Linked DNA regions of Arabidopsis thaliana: region 1 is linked to region 2. A link is a contact called in public capture Hi-C data. All regions are on one chromosome and are shown on one strand. The core of a region is the stretch at or near the end of the contact, and the rest is flanking DNA. Distances in the headings are between cores, read along the strand shown.

What was found. Capture Hi-C pulls out chosen DNA fragments and counts their contacts.
Region 1: a capture Hi-C map of shoot shows a contact between it and region 2, with 4 times the contacts expected there. A contact is called at or near these places in 2 of 26 Hi-C or Micro-C datasets (root and rosette leaf) and 3 of 3 other capture datasets (root, seedling and shoot).

Annotation. Positions count from the first base shown.
Region 1 is chr3:8,219,278-8,222,142 of TAIR10.1, forward strand. XRCC4 (DNA ligase IV-binding protein) reads left to right here and starts at 1,405. Exons shown (of 6, transcript NM_001161167.1): 1 at 1,405-1,633; 2 at 1,724-1,866; 3 at 1,963-2,091; 4 at 2,260-2,382; 5 at 2,505-2,741. The coding sequence starts at 1,444. The coding sequence ends at 2,714.
Region 2 is chr3:8,171,206-8,174,378 of TAIR10.1, forward strand. It overlaps CIPK7 (CBL-interacting protein kinase 7), which reads left to right and starts at 1,274. Exons shown (of 1, transcript NM_113200.3): 1 at 1,274-2,937. The coding sequence starts at 1,449. The coding sequence ends at 2,738. RLP36 (receptor like protein 36) reads left to right here and starts at 3,136. Exons shown (of 2, transcript NM_001338608.1): 1 at 3,136-3,173.

The sequences.
Region 1 (2,865 bases), core at 155-2,654, 48 kb after region 2:
TACGATATCCAGATAATGTAGACTAAGTAAAGAAATGAAGTGAGCACAATTGTAATTTTAAATTTAACATGTGAATAAATTGTACAAAAAACATCTATTGATTAATATTCGATAAATTAGTAATCACTATAAATTAATAAAAAAATTTGGTTTCTAGTCAAGTGAATATAATATTTAACATTATTTGATAAAATAAATAAAGTAATAATTTATTCAAAAATCCTATAGAAATATATGGTTTCATTAGTATCATAAACTAAGAATTGTATAAACTTATTAATATCAATATATGTAAGAAAATTTAGTAAAATATGATTTTAGTATTGTTTGGTTTTTTACGCAGAGTTCAATTATATTATTTTACTACATCAATTTTTTTTGTATTGTTTTGCAGAGTTTAGTTATATGAATTGTATCCTCATCCTGTGTGAAAACTCTAGAAATTGTGTAACCACATCCTTCAGCTTTCTCCTCAATTGATCCGTTCAAATTATGTATTAATGATGTAGCTGCTTTAATTGAAGTCCTAACAATCTACACCCCAAATTCTCAATGATATGTTTGGGATTGTAGTTGGGGATGGACGAAGGCCAACCCGCTGCTCCAATCATAGCACTACGAATGGTGGAAATGTCAAGAATAAACCACTCGGGCTCAATATCGTCCACATTCTCATTAAGATAACTTAATAGGTCGTCATCGTCTTTAAGAAACAAGACTCTAGTTATTGATGAGCGACTGTTAATTTATAGAAGTTTTACTTATTTTAATTTTACATTATACATAAAAAAAATCACGTCATTGTATAAAATCCACTAAGGCGCGACCTGAATAAACTTTAGAAAAAATTTCAAATCCGTATAACTGCATTTCGTCTCATTCACAGTTGCATGAACTCTTATCATACGATTGTGCCATGCCATATTAACATCGTTTATCATCCAACAATAGTGGTGGAGTTACTTTCTTATTGAGTTCAATATACTAAAAAGGAAAACACATAATATAATTTTTTCTTTTAAAAGGCATTTTTATTATTATATGTATATTATTAGAAAAAAGTATGATTAAAAAAATTAAAAAGAAATGTAAGTAACAACATTTAACGGATTTTTTATTTATTAAAGATAAGCTTCGGTTAGGATACAAAATACAAAGATTTGCCAAACTAATTTAGATATTCTTCAATCTTTTGATGAGCTTCAAAGTAATAATTACTAATTAATTTACTGAATGAAAACAGTAATTTGTTAATTTTTAATTACTTGTGATAAAAAAATAAAAAAAAATTAATAATTACTTAAATTGTCTATATGTAATGGGAGTTTTTTTTTTTTAACAACTTCTTTTAAGTAAAATCACTAAATATATTTTAAAAAAAACAATACCGAAGCTGACTCAGCATCCACGTAAGCAAAACCAAAACAAATTATAGACATTATTATGATCGGAGTTGACTCAAAATCTTCGTCGACGACTTTTATCGAAACAATGGTTGAATCGGAGAAAACGAAACACACTTGTCTCCGTCTCGAAATCTCCGGCGCCGATCCAATTTTCGTCAAAGGCACTTGGCATAATTCTCGTTTCGATATCTCCGTCACCGATGGTTCCTCCTCTTGGATTTGCAATGGTAAACAAAAAAACCCTAAATTCACACTATCACTTAGCCTCTAGCGTTTTTCGAATCTGATTTTTATTTTGGTTTTGCTCGAAATTGAAGCGACGGAGGAGGAAGTGGCGGAGAGAGCAGCACAATGGGACCAGCCTGTGTCAGAGTATTTAAAGCTCGCCGAGCAATACTTAGGGTTTCAACAACCTAATTCGGTCTATAGTTTCTCCGATGCTCTAGAGGGATCTAAACGGGTCAGTGATCTTCTTATTGGATCATTCGTTAGTGTTTTGAAGTAAGCCTGAGATTTTTGGATGTTGTTGTTGTCTTTGATTGTGTTTTGGTTAAAGCTCTCTTGGACGTTTGAGAAGGAAGGGACTAAACTTGAGTGGAGGTGGAAATGTAAACCATCAGATGATAGCAAGAAGATCACTGTTGGGATCTTGGATTTTCTTATGGAGGCTAACATAAGGCTAAGTGTATGACTCTTATACTGTACGTTCTGAATTGTGAGGATTTGTTGTGATGTTTGAGAATGATGATGAATTAGAGCTTAAGTTCTTTGATCTATGCTTTGTTAGAAATGGCAATTTGATTTGTGTTTGGAAGATATGTGTCAATCTCTCAATACTTTAGTGTTTACACAGGAAGAAGTGGTGAACAAGACGAGATCTTTTGAGAAGATGAGAAGTGAAGCTGAGAGATGTCTAGCGCAAGGTGAAAAACTCTGTGACGAAAAAACAGAGTTTGAGAGTGCAACTTATGCAAAGGTATGAATTATTCGATCACCTTGGTTACTCTGCTTAATATCCACATCGTGGTTTGTTCTTGCTTAAACTAGAGTCATTGGTTTTTATGATCTGTTAGTTACTTCTTTTTTTTGTCAATGCAGTTTCTTTCTGTTTTAAATGCAAAGAAGGCAAAACTGAGAGCACTAAGGGACAAAGAAGATTCAGTGAGAGTAGTTGAGGAGGAAGAGTCGACAGACAAAGCTGAAAGCTTTGAGAGTGGAAGAAGTGATGATGAGAAGAGCGAGGAAGAAGCCTCAAAAAAGGCAACAAGCAGCAAAGCCCGTGGCGGGAAGAGAGCTGCACGAAGCTAAGAGATTGCCCTGCCGTGAGATTTTCAGGTCAGAGTTTCCATTCCAAGTTTTGTCAAACTCATAGCTAGGAAAATTGTTTGTCAAACCTTCTTTGGTTTAAAAAAATAATTTACAATTTGTATTACTTCTGAAAGTAAATGCAATAACTTAG
Region 2 (3,173 bases), core at 24-2,523:
AATAGATACAACAATAATAATGATGAACACCAAGATTTATTTTATATTCTCTATTTTGAATATTGATTACTCCAACTTTTTCATGATTTGTTTTTCAGCACTTGAGATTGGAATAGACACACTGTGATATCGACCATAAAATATTTTCTTAGGAATATATCGTTGTGTATAAAGTATAAAGTTAAGTGTAATGCTTTAAACAAGAAAAATAAAAGAGTTGAGATTGTAATCATAGCAAAAGGCTATTTTATAGACCTTTTAGCGGATGGAAAAAAAAAAAAAAAAACACCTTTTAGCTACATGATGTAGCCTACATCATATATAAAAAAGATAATAGAATTATTTAAGAAATGTAATGTGTTATAAATTAATAACCAACACATACACAATAAGATTCATATAAGTTTATGAAATCAAGGTTGTGATATTGTTGTTATTGAGATCCAAAACTTAAAATCCAAAATATCAGAACTTTTGGAGCATTGGATTATATAAAATATATTTTTCTCAATCAAATCTTTTTTTAGTTAACAACTTTAAATTAATCGCAATAGAATTATTCATGAAAAATGTTATTTACATATAACCCAATCCAATGATTTCAAAAGAGATATTATAGAATTTTGTAAAGCATTAAAGATTTAACTACATTTTGTTACATAGACCCATAATCATAAAACCTTTGATTCATAGTTTCATTCTTATAATGGTCTCTTAAGTATGAAGGTGTTGTAGCGGAGACTAGAAATATATATGAGGGTAATGTTTGTCTGTTGAGACACATTTTTACAAGCTATTAAAAAAAATGATTCCAACAATATTTATTGAAAGTAAATGTATTTTATTAGGAGATTTTAAAATTAATGTCATATTCTAAAATGTACAATATATACATTATTTTTTGAAGATTTTACAATAAATTTCAAAGTGAAACTGAAATGATTTTATTAAATTTATATACATAACTCTTTGTGTTTTTTTGACAGTCATATATATAACTCTTAAACACAAGCTTTTACAGAACATCTACAGTTATTTTAGGTGAATAAACACTCCAATTTCAAACAATTTAAATAAATAAATGATAATTATCTGTCAACCCATAAACTTTACATTGTAAGACCATTTTATTTTATTTATTTTGACTATTTATGGATATGTGATATTATTGAGAAAAAAAACACTATTACTAATTGACAGAAAAAATACACTTAATATTTTCTCCTAAATTTTCTCAACGAATTAATTACAAAATAATGTGTATACCAAGTAAAAAGATTCTACTTCTCAGTGACAGCAGAACTAATTTATTCAAGGGTAGTTTCGGAATAATAAAAAAGCAATAAATCTCTTTTTCCTATAAAAGCAAAGAGACACTCACCAAACAACTCGTCCCTGAAACCTCTCTTCAGAAAACTCAGGCACCATTTTCTCCTTCCGCCGCCGCCATGGAATCACTTCCCCAGCCGCAAAACCAATCATCTCCGGCAACAACTCCGGCGAAGATCCTCCTTGGGAAATACGAACTCGGTCGTCGTCTCGGTAGCGGAAGCTTCGCGAAAGTCCATTTAGCTCGATCAATCGAATCCGACGAGCTCGTCGCCGTTAAAATCATCGAGAAGAAGAAAACAATCGAATCCGGTATGGAACCAAGAATAATCAGAGAGATCGATGCGATGCGTCGTCTTCGTCATCATCCAAACATACTCAAGATCCATGAAGTTATGGCAACCAAATCTAAGATCTATCTCGTAATGGAACTCGCTTCCGGTGGTGAACTTTTCTCAAAAGTCCTCCGTCGTGGACGTCTTCCTGAATCAACGGCGCGTCGTTACTTTCAACAACTCGCCTCCGCTCTTCGTTTCTCTCACCAAGACGGTGTCGCTCACCGTGATGTGAAACCTCAGAATCTACTCTTAGATGAGCAAGGTAACCTCAAGGTCTCTGACTTTGGTTTATCAGCTTTACCGGAGCATCTACAAAACGGATTGCTTCACACGGCGTGTGGTACTCCGGCTTATACAGCTCCGGAGGTTATTTCACGGAGGGGATACGACGGAGCAAAAGCTGATGCGTGGTCTTGTGGTGTGATTTTGTTTGTTTTATTGGTTGGCGATGTTCCATTTGATGATTCGAATATCGCTGCGATGTATCGGAAGATTCATCGGAGAGATTATCGGTTTCCGAGCTGGATTTCGAAACAAGCTAAATCGATAATCTATCAGATGTTAGATCCGAATCCAGTAACGAGGATGAGTATTGAAACAGTGATGAAAACGAATTGGTTCAAGAAGTCTCTAGAGACTTCTGAGTTTCATCGTAACGTCTTTGATTCGGAAGTAGAGATGAAATCGAGTGTTAATTCGATTACTGCTTTTGATTTGATCTCGTTATCGTCGGGATTAGATCTTTCTGGATTGTTTGAGGCTAAGAAGAAGAAGGAGAGGAGATTCACGGCGAAGGTTTCGGGTGTTGAAGTGGAGGAGAAGGCGAAGATGATTGGGGAGAAGTTAGGTTATGTAGTGAAGAAGAAGATGATGAAGAAGGAAGGAGAAGTGAAGGTTGTTGGATTAGGGAGAGGAAGAACTGTGATTGTGGTGGAAGCAGTGGAGTTAACGGTGGATGTTGTGGTGGTTGAAGTGAAAGTTGTTGAAGGTGAAGAAGATGATTCACGGTGGTCTGATTTGATTACTGAGCTTGAAGATATAGTTCTTTCATGGCACAATGACATCATGTAAATAGATTGTGACTTTGTGGATTTTAGTCTCTTTTTTGTTTTGTTTCTGTTCAGTTTTGTATAATCCATGAAGAAATCAAAATCTCCCGCTTCATTGTCTTTTTACCAGCAGATACATTACCCTCTCTGCTACCGATTCCATAAGCTTTGATCACTACATGGTACTCAATAATGATTCTCTTATTCGCTCCTTGTCGCTAAGCCCATGGGCTCAACTCAACGCATCTTCAACATCCTCAATATAAAATTCAAAGCCTCAAGAATAGGTGGGGATAATGTATCTTAGACATTTCGTCGAATTGGTGGGTGCTAAAAAAAATTCTTCAGTAAAAGAAAAGGGACGTAAGATAAGGTCCAACAAAAACAAATTATTCATAGGAAGACTTGCCAAGTCAAAAGTCAAGCTCCTCACACTTTTATAAAAACAAGTGAGTTT